Linked DNA regions of Oryctolagus cuniculus: region 2 is linked to region 1. The links are chromatin contacts, called in public Hi-C maps. All regions are on one chromosome and are shown on one strand. The core of a region is the stretch at or near the end of the contact, and the rest is flanking DNA. Distances in the headings are between cores, read along the strand shown.

Region 1 (6,305 bases), core at 2,305-4,804:
TACAAATGAGGTAACTGGGGCACAGAGAAATTAAGTTGCTCCAAGTTGAACAGCTGGTATTTGTATATGGTACAACCAGAAGTTGAAACTTGTCAGGCTGTCCCTGAGGCTGTGCATGTAGGTACCAGGCTTTGTGGTCTCTGTGAGCCAAAAACTCAGTGGGGGTCTCCTGTGGGAGTAGCAAGCACCCGAGTATCTAAGCCATCATTTGCAGTTTCCCAAGGAGTGCATTAGCAGGAAATTGGATGGGAAGAGGCAGAGCCAGGACTCAGTCAGGCACCCTGATAGGGGTTATGGGCATCCCAAGTGCTCTCTTACCCACTGTACCAAACACCCATGCCCAAAATAAGCTTCTAAGTCCATTTCCCACAAACTTTTTGAAGTATCCTCACATTTTATTGATTAGATCTCCTTGGAACTCTAAACTCACACATCCAACTACCTACTCAGCTGCTCAAACACACTGTGCCTAAAAGGAACACCTGATCCCCACCCCTCTTTGTGCTAAGTTCTCAGTAGACATCAACTTCATTCTCCCAGATGGTTTCACTCCTTGGGGTCATTGACAATCCCTCCATTTCTTTTACTGCTTTTTGTCCAACCCATCAGTAATTCCTGCAATATATAGATGCTCTTTGGCTTATAAGGTGGTTAATGTCAAGTAAACCCACCCTAAGCTGAAAATAGTGTTAAGTCAAAAGCCTGTTTAGCACACCTCACTACCTGATATTGTAGCTTCCCAGCATTGGGTGCTGTAGAGTACTGGGTGTTTGCCCTTGTGATTGAGTGGCTGACTGGGACATGTGGCTCATTGCTGACTCTCTTCCCCATGATGGAGTATCATAGTGCATGTCCCCAGCCCAGGAAAAACATTCAAATTCAAAATTTGAAATAAAGTTTCTGCTGAATGCATATTGCTTTTGTACGATTATAAAAAAAAAATCATTAAGTCAAACAACCGTAGGTTGAGAACCATCTACATATACAGTCTGGTGGCCTCCAGCCACCTCCACTGTTTAGACTGGTCTGAACTTCAAACCCTTCTTTGCTTGGATCCCTTCCCAGCCAGCCAGCTTCCTCCCTTGCTCTCCCTGTCATCTATTTCCAAAACAACAGAAGACAATCCTTGGAGAATGTGAGCTGAATCGGTGAGCTGCTCACAACACTCAGAAGATCTGAAGTTTCTGTGGTAGGTTCCAGGGTGCTGTATGATCTGAACCCACAGTCCCTGGCCCTTGCTTCCATGGTGCCAGTCCTTCTGGCCATTTTTGCTATTCCTTGATCACATCAGATAAGCTTCTGCCTCAGGGCCTTTGCATCTGCTATTTTCTCTCTGTAGCACACTCTTCCCTGAAACAGCCATGTTGCCACTTCCCTTACAACCTTCAAGGTTCTATCCAAATGCACCTTACCATGTCACCTTTCTGGAAACAATCCCATTTAAGAACGCAGCCTCTCCGGCTGCTTCTCCATCCTTAAACCCTTTTCTGTTTTGTGTATCACCATTGCACTTAGGGCCATTTCACACATACGCTCATTTGTCTTCCCCAACTAACATACACATTATACAAAAGCAGGAGATTTTGACCAATTTACTGCTGCATCTACAACATCTAAAACAGGATCTGACACCACAAAGCAAGTGCTCAATAATACATGCTTGCATTTGTTGAATAAATGAGTGCTATGATTTTTCTTAATTATACAAAATCCTCCTTTTAAGATGAGAAGCTATCCACATTTAGCTGCCTCTCTCTGGTCAGTAAAAGCTCACGTGAGGTTACTCCAGGCAGATATTATGAGCTAACCAATATGTGAATTTCCTCTGTATTGTCTAGCAACCTGCCTGTTCTGCTGCGTTCTTTCTAGTGATGCCTGGCTTATCATTGGCACTCAGTAGCTGTTATCGACAACAGCAGGCTCACACCCAGTGCTGCTATTGTACCAGCTGTGTGCTACTGAGAAAGTGGTAACTTTGGGTCATCAGTTTCCCCACTTAGATGAATGGACAGATGCCACTGCAGATCCTGGCCAATCAGAGACAGCAAAAGACAGGTGTGTTTCCTTTATTTCCAGCACACCAAACCTGCTCAGCCTGGCACATTTCTACAGAGGAACTCCTCAGAAGTTGCTAAACAATGAAATGTGTGTGGAGGGTGGGGGTGGGCAGGATGCAGAGGAGAGAGAGATGGAGGCAGGACCAGGGTGCCCTTGCCAGAGTCTTTCCAAACTCAGCTCCTGGGTCTGGAGGGATGGGCCACAGAAACAGGTGCCTCCTGCCCTGGGACAGGCAACAGCTGGGACAGCTCCTCTGTCCTGATTTAAAACTAAACATCTGAGTGGGACGCCACACACACACCTCACAGGAGAAAATGATTTGACCCTAAATGAGTAAAAGTGGTATAGGAGCAAACCATGCACGCACACACACACAGGGAACAGATGTCCTGAACAGGGGACCAGAGGGAAGAGAACAGGAGGAGGAACAAGGAAATGTGGGCAGTGGGGCGGAGAGAGATCCAGGTGTGCCAATGCACCAGCCCTGCTGGGAAGGGAACGCCACCTGGCTTGGTGCTCAGCACTTCCCCATGCGCCATCTCCCGTCTTCCAGGCACCTGCTGTGATCTCAAACTGGTAGTAATCCTATTTTGCCAGCCAGAAACCCGGAGCCCAGGAAGACAAACACACTGGCCCCAGACCACACCGTTAATGATGAGCAGGGTCCAAACTCCAGCCGCAAGCGTGCAGTGCAAAACTGCTGATGCCCTGCTCCGAGCTCTGCCCACTGATGGCCACCAGAGCCAGCCATGGTGCAGGAGGGCAAGCACACGCAGGCACATGCATGCGTGGGGGCCGGGGCCACTCACACGGTGGCTGGGGGAGTAGGCGAGAAGCCCAGCTCCCCGTTACAGCCAGCTCCCCTCATGCTGTCCCCTCACTCCGGAGGGACCACCAGACAGCAAACCCCTCCTCACTCCCAGCTTCTCTGGGCAAGGCCAGTGTGAGCTGAAGGGTGCTGACAGGTCCCAACCCCTCGTTCCTGTCTAGCAAGCATGACACACACGCAGCTTTTCCTCATGGTTCTCCCCTCCGGAGGACCCACCCCCAGCAAGGACAGGAGAGCAAGGACACAGAGACAGCTGTCATCCAGACCAGCAGGCCTTACCTCTTCCATTGCTTTTCTGTGAGGCAGAATCTGGGAGACAAACCCGGCTTCCCAGAGCCGGATTCTGGGGCCAGCAGTTTGCGCGGCTCCTCCGCCTCTGCTGGCTAGGGAGCCTTCACTTCCCGCAGCCCTGGATACACCTGAGCCCAGAGGCTCCACCTGTCCCACCTGCACTGTGGCTCCGCCCTCTCCCGGGGCTGGGCCCCAGCTGGCCTCCATCCTTCAAGCCTGGCCAGCATCAAGCACCTGCAGGGAGTCCCGAGGGAGGCCTCTGTCCCCCTGATCCACAGAGCCCAGTGTGCCCCAGCAAGCAGCTCTGCCCAGGGATCCAGGGCTGATCTACAGTCACGCCCCTCCAGGGATTTCCTGTCCTGCCAGCCCGAGGCTGGGGGAGTCACTGGGGAATGGGGACAGCTCCCGCCTCTGTTAGCAGGGAAAGCTCAGGCTAGACAATGTAATCTCCATTAGTCTCAACCCCCAGCCAACTCCGCCCCACCCCCCACCCCCATGGCTACTTCACAAAATGCTTTCTTAGGCCAGTGAGACCACAGACCAAAGCCGGAAGAGGCCCTGAGCCCCTGGGGGTGTTTAGCAGAAGTGAGGGGGGGCTCACAGGGTGGAGCACCTGTTGGGGGGGGGTTGCATGCATTATGACTCTTAACTCCTACAATAGCCCGGAGAGTGCCCTGCTCCAAATTTCAAAAGGAGGAAAATGCTGTTTAGAGAGATGGAATACCCTGCCCAGTCACATAATCAGGGTTTGTACCCCCAGTTTTATTTTTCTGGGAGTGTTTTTCTTCATTTTCCCTGACAGGGCTGGTGCAGAAACTGAGCGTGAGTTCCCTGTTTTGGGGGATCCCAGCTGTGCTGGGTCCAGGGCCGGGCAGGGCAGGTGGCTTGAGCCCTGCCTTATGCAGCCTGTGTGCCTTTTCTTGCTTTCGTTGGGCCAAGCTCTGTAAGTGAACAGATTACCTTGCCCGGACCAGGGGAGAAGAGGTGGGAGCAGGTGAGGAAGTCCCATTGCCCGCCCACGTCATCCAGCAGGTGATGGTTGAGAATCAATCAGCAATACAGGCTTCAAGGCCCCAGCAAGGCACTCAGTCAATGCTGTGCTTCTGATCTAAGGTCTGGGAGTCTGGGCTTTCTGGGAACTTTTTATCTCAGTGTATTTAAACCTTGTTAATGACTCACAGTATGATAACCCTTTGACATCATGATTGCCCTCATAAACAGGCACATATACTAACATAAAAACTTCCCAAAGCCATAATCACTCTTACTGTGTGTGATCCCACTGATGTTTTCCATTCTGTTCTGAGCCACAATATGCCATTTAATTAAATAATGGTCAGCATATCCCCTACACCAACTTGACAGCTCAGTCTGAGCAACCCTGCTGTGTAGACTGCTCATACTCAGCTTGGGGCGCCCAATCCTCAGAGCTAGAGTGGCTCAGCAGCACCCCGTTTCCCACTCTTGCCTCTGCATGCATTCGTGAAGCCTACGATGCTATAGGAGAACTTGGAGCTCTCCTCCCAACCCCAGGTGAGCACTGGGCCAGTCAAGTCCTTTTGCTCCTAATGCAGGGGCTCCCCCTAGTGGCTCCAGTCAGGCCTACCATGGCAGAAAGCATGGAGTAGGGCAGCTGGGATTCCCATCTCCCTGAACCAGGAAGGGCTGGGAGGTTTGTGCATTTTGGATTGGTTCTTGGCAAGTTACAGTGGTAGGGCCTTAGAAGGCGAAGGCACTAATCATGGTAGCTGTTAGCAGTGGGGACTGTTTTAACAGTAGGCTTAAGAGCTGTGCCTTTCAGATCATCACAGGGCCCCTCTGTTACCCTGTGATTTTCTAGGTGCTAAATTTGGTTTTCCTGATAATAGTTGGCCTTGGGAAAGCCAACCAGCTAAGTAAGAGGGCTGGCAGTCTTGGCTTAAAGACTCGTGGCCATGAGAAAATCTCTTGGTGGGTGTTGAGCCTTATGCAGACGCCACCACAGTCAGTTCTCCTCTTTCTTTCCCTCTCCTCCTCTGTCACTGTTGACTGTGTCAGCGTCAAAATGCATATGCTGCACTTGGAAGTGCAAGGGGCAGTAGCAGTGTTTGATTTCCTTACGATGATCCCAGTCTGAGCCCCCATCCCATGAGCGGCAGGTCATCTCATCTGGCTTGATTAGAGAGAGAATTCACACATAAGATTACTTGGGAGGGAGGCAGCAGGAGAGGTGGGAGAGTTTTGCATGTGAAATTCAGGGTTTGACTCAGTTTAACCAGATGTCACCATGCCTTTGGAATAACAAGTTCAATCCCATAAAGAAGTCAGAGATCCTAAAGCAAGGTGCTTTAGCGACCTGCTGCTAGTGTCAGGTCAGGGTAATTCTCTCTGTGAGCTGCACTTCACCACGGACAAGGAGCTGCCAGGGGTGGTGCCCCAGGCCTTGCAGTCACCACCACACTGAGGTGACCCTCCTTTCCCAGTTCAGGAAACTGAGGCACCTCTGCAGGATGGTGCAGCAAGGGGATGAGCAGAAATCCCAGCCCAAGCTCTCTAGTTACAGAACCGACTCTCACAACCGTGCTGTTGGATACTACTTCAATCTGAGAGAAACACTGTGTAGAATAGCAAATTCACAAACTCAGACCTAGAAGGAGGGTTTTCTTGAGGGGGGCACTGTTTTACCTTTTTAATTTTGAAAGATATCTGAGAATACATGGCAGATACTTAGGCGGGAAGGTGGGCCTGAAATCTTCTAGACCTTTCTGGTCTGCTAAGCCCCCAGCTTCGGTTTGTCTTCCTGGAAGGGGGACAATGTGCCATACTCTCCAACGAGGTCCCATCCATCCTTCACGTACTGAGTGTCAGGAATGCATGCTTCCAGCACATTCTGGATGTCTTCAAACCTGACTTTGAGTCTCAGAGGCTGCTTGAAGCATTCCAGTGTTTCCTATCATGTCTCAATCTTTCATTTCTTGGCAAATATGTTTGCTATACTTTGCATCATAAGTTATGGTTTATAGCAGAGTACCCTAATGTGAGAAAGGAATGTTTAAAAAAAAGTCTGAAAATGGAAAGTCACATGTGTTCACATCTTTCTAGGGTAGACGTTGGGTCCTGTGTGTTACGTGGTGACAAAGCTGGAGTT
Region 2 (6,305 bases), core at 1,719-4,218, 270 kb before region 1:
AGTATGAGTGAGCTAAAGCTACAATTTAAAAAATTCCTTGTTTTATTTGAGAGACAGAGAGGCACAGAGAGATAGCAAGGTCTCATTTGCTGGTTTGCTCCCCAAAGGCCCAAGCTGGGAACTCAATCTAGGTCTTCCATGTAGGCAGCAGGGATCCAATTACTTGAGCCATCACCCAGGAAAACTGGAATCGGAAGTGCATATAACATGCAAGCAATTCGACTTACATCACAACCGCTACACCAGATGCCGTCTGGAAACTGCAACTTTAGACAGTGTTGTCAGGGTCGGCTTCACTGAGAAGGTAAGTATAGACCAAGACTTGAAGGGATTGGTGATTGATAACACCAGTGAAATTTAGTGCAGTGTGTTGGCTTAATGACACTCCGTTAATCTATTCAGGCCTCACATTATAATATTTGAAGTAAATTAATCCAAATTGTCCAGCAGGAGCGGACAACAGTGACTTTTGGATGAGTGTTAAGAACAGAGGAGCTGACTGGGGCACCAATTTTAGAGTGCTGCCTGGGGCACACTAAAACATCACTGGCAGACACTAAAACATCACTGGAAAATAATAAAATGGGGAATACTGCATTTACCAGAACATCTGCAGTTACAACCTCAAGAGGCATCTCGCATAAGGAGATCTAGTGTGTCAGGTTTTGTATTGCGGAGTGGGTGAGGGAGATGTGGAACCATGCCCAGGTATGTGAGATTCATCCTCTTCCACTCTTCCCACCCACATGGCTTTCAATCTTTCTTCTAAATAAAGAGAACAACAAAAGGACATTTTAAAGTGTGTATTATTGGCCTTTCCTAGAAATAATAAAAACACGAGAATGGGATTGTGGTTGTGAACATTTTAAACTTTCCTAGAGCACCGTTACTTTTTTTTTTTTTTTTTTTTGTAAAGGTAGCTGTGGTATAACAGAAAAAGACAAGTTAGAACTAGATGTGAGTTTGTCTCTGCTTCTCTGCTGCTTAGCTTTTAGCCTTGGGCAAATCAGAAAGGAAAAACTAGTTTTATCATCTATAAAATGGGGATAATAAGTTTCTTTTATGAGAAGTAAATAATTGTGTTTAAAACAACTTCTTAGCCAACAAAATATCATATATGTTTGGTATAAAGTTACAAGGTTGTTCATAGTAGCAGTGTAAAAATCGTAGTTATGCAGTACATAACAATTCAACTGGTAATTATTAATGGTTAGTTAAGGCAGTGTAAAGTACTTTAAGAATCTCAATGTATGGTCTCTTTGTACCAAGTTTCAAGAAACTAACTTCAGTAAAGAGTTTTCAACATGTTTGAAATGGATGTTAGAATGAAAGACAGAAACAGCTCAAAAGCTGAACAGGAATTTTGTTCTCTTGCTCACCTGAATGAACACTGAAGGACGGAAGGAGTGACCCTGAACCAAATGAAAGTTCAGCATTAAAAATGACTGGTTGTGCTCTCAAAATTGCCAGCTAGGTAGTGTGATTCTTAAATGATACTTCTTGTCAGCAAGAAAGATGATCCGAAGAATGAACGAAAATAGCCTCTGTGTAACAGGTGCGATATCTGTAATTTATAAGTGGTGTTCATCTCTCATCAGATTGTCTTGGTGTCTAGCCAAGAATGAATAGATGCCATTTGTATATTTACTACTTTTCAGAAAGCAAAAAAAAAAAAAAATTTCACAACCTAGTCTTTCTGATCAATATATTCTTTACATGTAAGCAGTATAACAGACTTCAAGCTTGAGGAATGTGACCTTGAAACTCCACTAGCAAGCACAGTGCTAAAAGCATCTCACTAATTTTTAACAATTCATCTTCAAATAGCAAATAATCTTAAAATTAATCTTTAAAAATTTTACATCATTGAAAAATGAAAATTTTACACACATCAGATGCAACATGTTGTTTTGAAATGTATATAATAGTGGAATGGCTACATCAAGCCAGTAACACATGCATTAGTCATAATAGCTGTTTTTGTGGTGAGAAACAAATAATTATAGTAATAATTTTGAAAGATAGGACAACATTGAAGAATAGGATACTATTAAACAAAGGAAGGAAAGAGGGGAAGGAATGAAGAGATGGAAGAGATCAGCACTTCACCTAGTTCTTTCTCTCTCTCTTTTTTTCTTTCTTTTTAATATTCCCTCCCCAGGCAGGGGTGGTGGTGGTGGTGGGGGAGGAATCATGATTCTCATTTCCTCTTACCATTTTTTTCTACTTATCATACTTTAAATTGTGTCTTTATACTGTCCTTGCTTTTCACAATTCCTTTGTCCTTCATGTACAAGGGTACTTTAAATGTTCGTGGAACAATGAAATTAAAAGGCAAGCTTATTTTGGTGCCAAAGACTTTGAAATCCATGCACAGTTTTTCATCATACACATTTTCATGAACTTGATGAAGACCGCTCATTCACGTGTTTTTCAAAGTAAACATTTCAATTAAATTTATCTTCCATGGGGTTAAAAATTAATTTGAAAGAGAGAGGGAGAGGGAAAAGGAGAGGGAGAGGGAGAGAGAGAGAGAGGGAGAGGGAGGGAGGGAGGGAGAGAGAGAGAGAGAGAGATCTCATCTGCTGATTCACTCTCCAAATTTCCACAAAGGCCAGAGCTGGGCCAGGGCCAGGAGGGGAGCTGGGAATTCAGTCCAGGTCTCCCACGTGAGTGGCAGGGTCCCAAGGGTCTGAGTTATCCTGCGGCCTCCCTGGGTCTGCATCAGCAAGAAGCTGGAGTCAGGAGCGGTGGCCGGCTATGGGGCGCCGTGTCCCTCCAAGAACTTTTTGGAACACCTTTGTAATTTACTTCCTGTGCACTCACCATTCCTTCCTGGGCAGCTCTGTCACATATCATTTCCCTACTGTGTATGTATATAGGCAGGCGATCAAACACCCGAGCTAACACGGCGACGGGGATTTACTGGAAGCTGCACATCGGTTACAGCTGAGATCTCTCTTCCATCTAAGGACAAAGCAAGTGAGAATGATGAAGTAGGCAGAGGAGGACAAGTGAGGAGAGCACCGCTGTGAGTGCTCCAATAGCTGGATCAGAAACAGCCGAGACCCCGGCAACTTCCCCGGGGCGCTCCCCCGACTGCCCTTTGCACCGGCCCCTGGCCTCCGCCTCCCAGCCCACATCGCGGTTTGGGGCTTTGGGCCTGTTTCTCTTCAAATTCGACTTCCACCTCTTTCCATTCCCTCAGATCGGATCCAGGTCTCACCCCCACAGTCCCATTCTCTCGGCTCTCCCTCAGAGAGCGCCCCCAGCCACCCTCGCCCTCGGGTCGCCGCCGCCGCCCGCCCTCTCAGCACCTGCCGCCCGCCGACCCTCGCTGCCATCCGCGCACCTGGCTGGGCCCCGCCCTCTCTCCCAGCCTGCGCCCCGCGCCCTCAGCGCGGCCGCCGCCGCCTCCGGCTCCGCCACAGGCGTCGGTCACGCCGGGCCGCGGCTCCCCGCTCCGGACTCGGTCGCGCCCTCTCCCGGGACCCCGGCCGCCGGCGCCCGCGCCCCTCGTCGCCTGCGGCCCGCCCCCCGCGGGTCCCGCTGCACTGTGGGTAGGCGGCGGCGGCGGCGGCGGCGTCCGCGCTGAGGGGCCGCGGCGGAGCGAGGCCGCGCGAGCCGAAGATGGCTGAGAAGCAGAAGCATGACGGGCGGGTGAAGATCGGTCACTACGTTCTGGGGGACACGCTGGGCGTCGGCACCTTCGGCAAAGTGAAGAGTTGAGTACGCGCCGAGGCCGCAGCCGCTCGGGGCTGCGGGGCTGGCGGGTGGCTGGGCCGGGCCGAGCAGCGAACCGGCGCAGGGCCCCGCGGCAGGTGGCGCGGCTCCGGGCAGCTGAGAACGTGGACCCCGCGCGGGCGGCGGGCAGCGCCTCGCCCAGCAGCGGCGCCCCGGCCTGGCAGGCGGGGCTGGGGGCGAGCGCTAGAGAGTGGGCTGGGGGACAGGGGTCCTGGGCTCCAGGTCCAACGCCTGTCATCTGGGCGGTGGTCGGGGCCAGGTGCTTCCCTGCTGGCGTCCCCTTCTGCACAGCTGGGAGGTTGTAGCATACCCGTCAGGTGCCCTCCAGCTCGGACACCGTGTGGGGAGAGCTGGGCAGTACTGCAGGCTACCCGTAGATGATGATTGAGTTGCCGTTTGGTGCCCGGCGCCCTATCAGGGGCGTTACGTGTGATTTCTTTAAATCCGTACTTGGTCCAGCTGTGACCCTCACCTTGCAGGGGAAGCAAACTGGAACCCCTAAGGGTTGAGTAGCATGCCCAAGGTCACACTGAAATTGGCAGCGCGGGATGAAGTCTAAGATGTCCTCCGGTTCTAGCCTTGCTCAGAGGTCCCTGCTACCCCCAGATTCTGTGATGTTGTAGCACTCTGGGTTGGCAGGGCCTCCTGTTAAGCGGACGCCCAGTGGGCCGGCGAGGGTGGGCCTGGGAAACGCTGGAATGCCGCTGGGTGGGCTCCGATAATTAGACCTAGGAGGGCTCGAGGTTGATTGGTTTGAGTGCAGGGGCTCCAGGAAGCCTCTGGGATGATGGAGAGAGATAAAGGTATTGGTGTTGGAGAAGGGCTGAGGTCGGAACTGCTAAGAAATTTTTGCTGAGGTCTGTTTTCTTGGAGATGCAATTACACTTAGGGTGTAGAAAAATAGCCTGCTTTTGAAAGTTTATACTTCTTATTAGTTAAGTAATTAGTAAGAAGAACTAGTTAGGCATTGAACTTTGCTGGGGGTGGGGGGATGGACACACACACACACACACACACACACACACCTTCTTCCATCCACTGGTTCATTTCCCAAATTCAGGAGCTAGAATCTTCATCCAGGTTTCCCACCTGGGTGGAAGGGACCCAAGTACTTGAGCCATAACCTGCTGCCTTCCCAGCTCATTAGCAGGAGGCTGAGTCAGAAGTGGAGGAACTGGGACTCCAATCCCAGGCACTCCAGTATGGGATTTACAGGTCCCAAGTGGTGGATTAAGCAGCTGAGCCCTCTTCCTTTTCCATTTTGTTCATAAGAGTTATATGAGATTTAGTAATCATGTCCTCTCTCCATAATTGGAGCCAGTTTATTTATTTATGTATTTATTTATTTTTAACTTTTATTTAATTAATATAAATTTCCAAAGTACAGCTTATGGATTACAGTGGCTTCCCCCCCTCCATAACTTCCCTCCCACCCACAACCCTCCCCTTTCCCACTCCCTCTCCCCTTCCATTCACATCAAGATTCATTTTCAATTCTCTTTATATACAGATCAGTTTAGCATATATTAAGTAAAGATTTCAACAGTTTGCACCCACATAGAAACACAAAGTGAAAAATACTGTTTAAGTACTAGCTATAGCATTAAATCACAATGTGCAGCACATTAAGGACAGAGATCCTACATGAGGAGTAAGTGCACAGTGACTCCTGTTGTTGACTTAACAAATTGACACTCTTGTTTATGGCCTCAGTAATCACCCTAGGCTCTTGTCATGAGTTGCCAAGGCTATGGAAGCCTTTTGAGTTCACCAACTCTGATCATATTTAGACAAGGTCGTAGTCAGAGTGGAAGTTCTCTCCTCCCTTCAGAGAAAGGTACCAATTGGAGCCAGTTTATTAAAAGTACTTTGTTGCAAATCCAGAAGTGTAAGGACAATGTTGTTTTTTGTTTTGTTTTCTTTTTGCTGAAGACATCTGGGTAGGCTGGAAATTCTACTCTGCTGTCTCTGTTTCATTGTAGACTTCATGTTTTAACCTCAAGTAAATGTAGAAGAGACTCATTGTTCGTTCTTGTGGCAAGATCAGTGGGAATTTTCTTCCACATATCTGATACCCATTCATTTGTTGAGAAAACACTGAGAACCTGCAGTGTGGTAGGCACTGTGGTAGGCCATGGTGACTCAGGTAGGAACAAAATCAAATCTTTTATGAGGCTTACATTTTTAATAGGGGAAGACAATACTCAGAATCTACACAAGGGTTCAAAAAGTCCATGGAATATGGAATTAAAAGATGTTTGTTTAGCTGCAAAACAATTTTGAAATCCTTGCATAGCTTTTTCATGTTACATTTTCATGAATGTTTTGAAGACCCCTTAAATGTATCATTTCAAAAAACTTTTGCACCAAAATAAACTTAATTACATTCTCAAGAGCTTTTTTAAAAAGTGCCTTTGTGCACATAATATGAATTTAGTACTGTTGGGAAAAATGAACCCGAGACAGGAGGGTTAGGAGTTTTATGAGACTTACTGTTTTCAATAAGGTGTTCAGACAAGGCCTCACAAATAAGATACTTGCTTAGAGACTTGAAAAGTTTG

Evidence for each region. A called contact is a pair of places that touch in the nucleus more often than the background predicts.
Region 2: a Hi-C map of an unstated tissue shows a contact between it and region 1, with 4 times the contacts expected there. The contact joins the promoter of PRKAA2 here to the promoter of FYB2 in region 1. A contact is called at or near these places in 3 of 6 Hi-C or Micro-C datasets (liver, psoas muscle and an unstated tissue).

What each region holds. Positions count from the first base shown.
Region 1 is chr7:116,282,605-116,288,909 of mOryCun1.1, reverse strand. It overlaps FYB2 (FYN binding protein 2), which reads right to left and starts at 3,554. Exons shown (of 21, transcript XM_051856422.2): 1 at 3,167-3,554. The coding sequence starts at 3,385.
Region 2 is chr7:116,547,753-116,554,057 of mOryCun1.1, reverse strand. PRKAA2 (protein kinase AMP-activated catalytic subunit alpha 2) reads left to right here and starts at 2,968. Exons shown (of 8, transcript XM_051856426.2): 1 at 2,968-3,724. LOC138850646 (a long non-coding RNA gene) reads right to left here and starts at 3,499. Exons shown (of 2, transcript XR_011390694.1): 1 at 3,353-3,499; 2 at 1-2,967.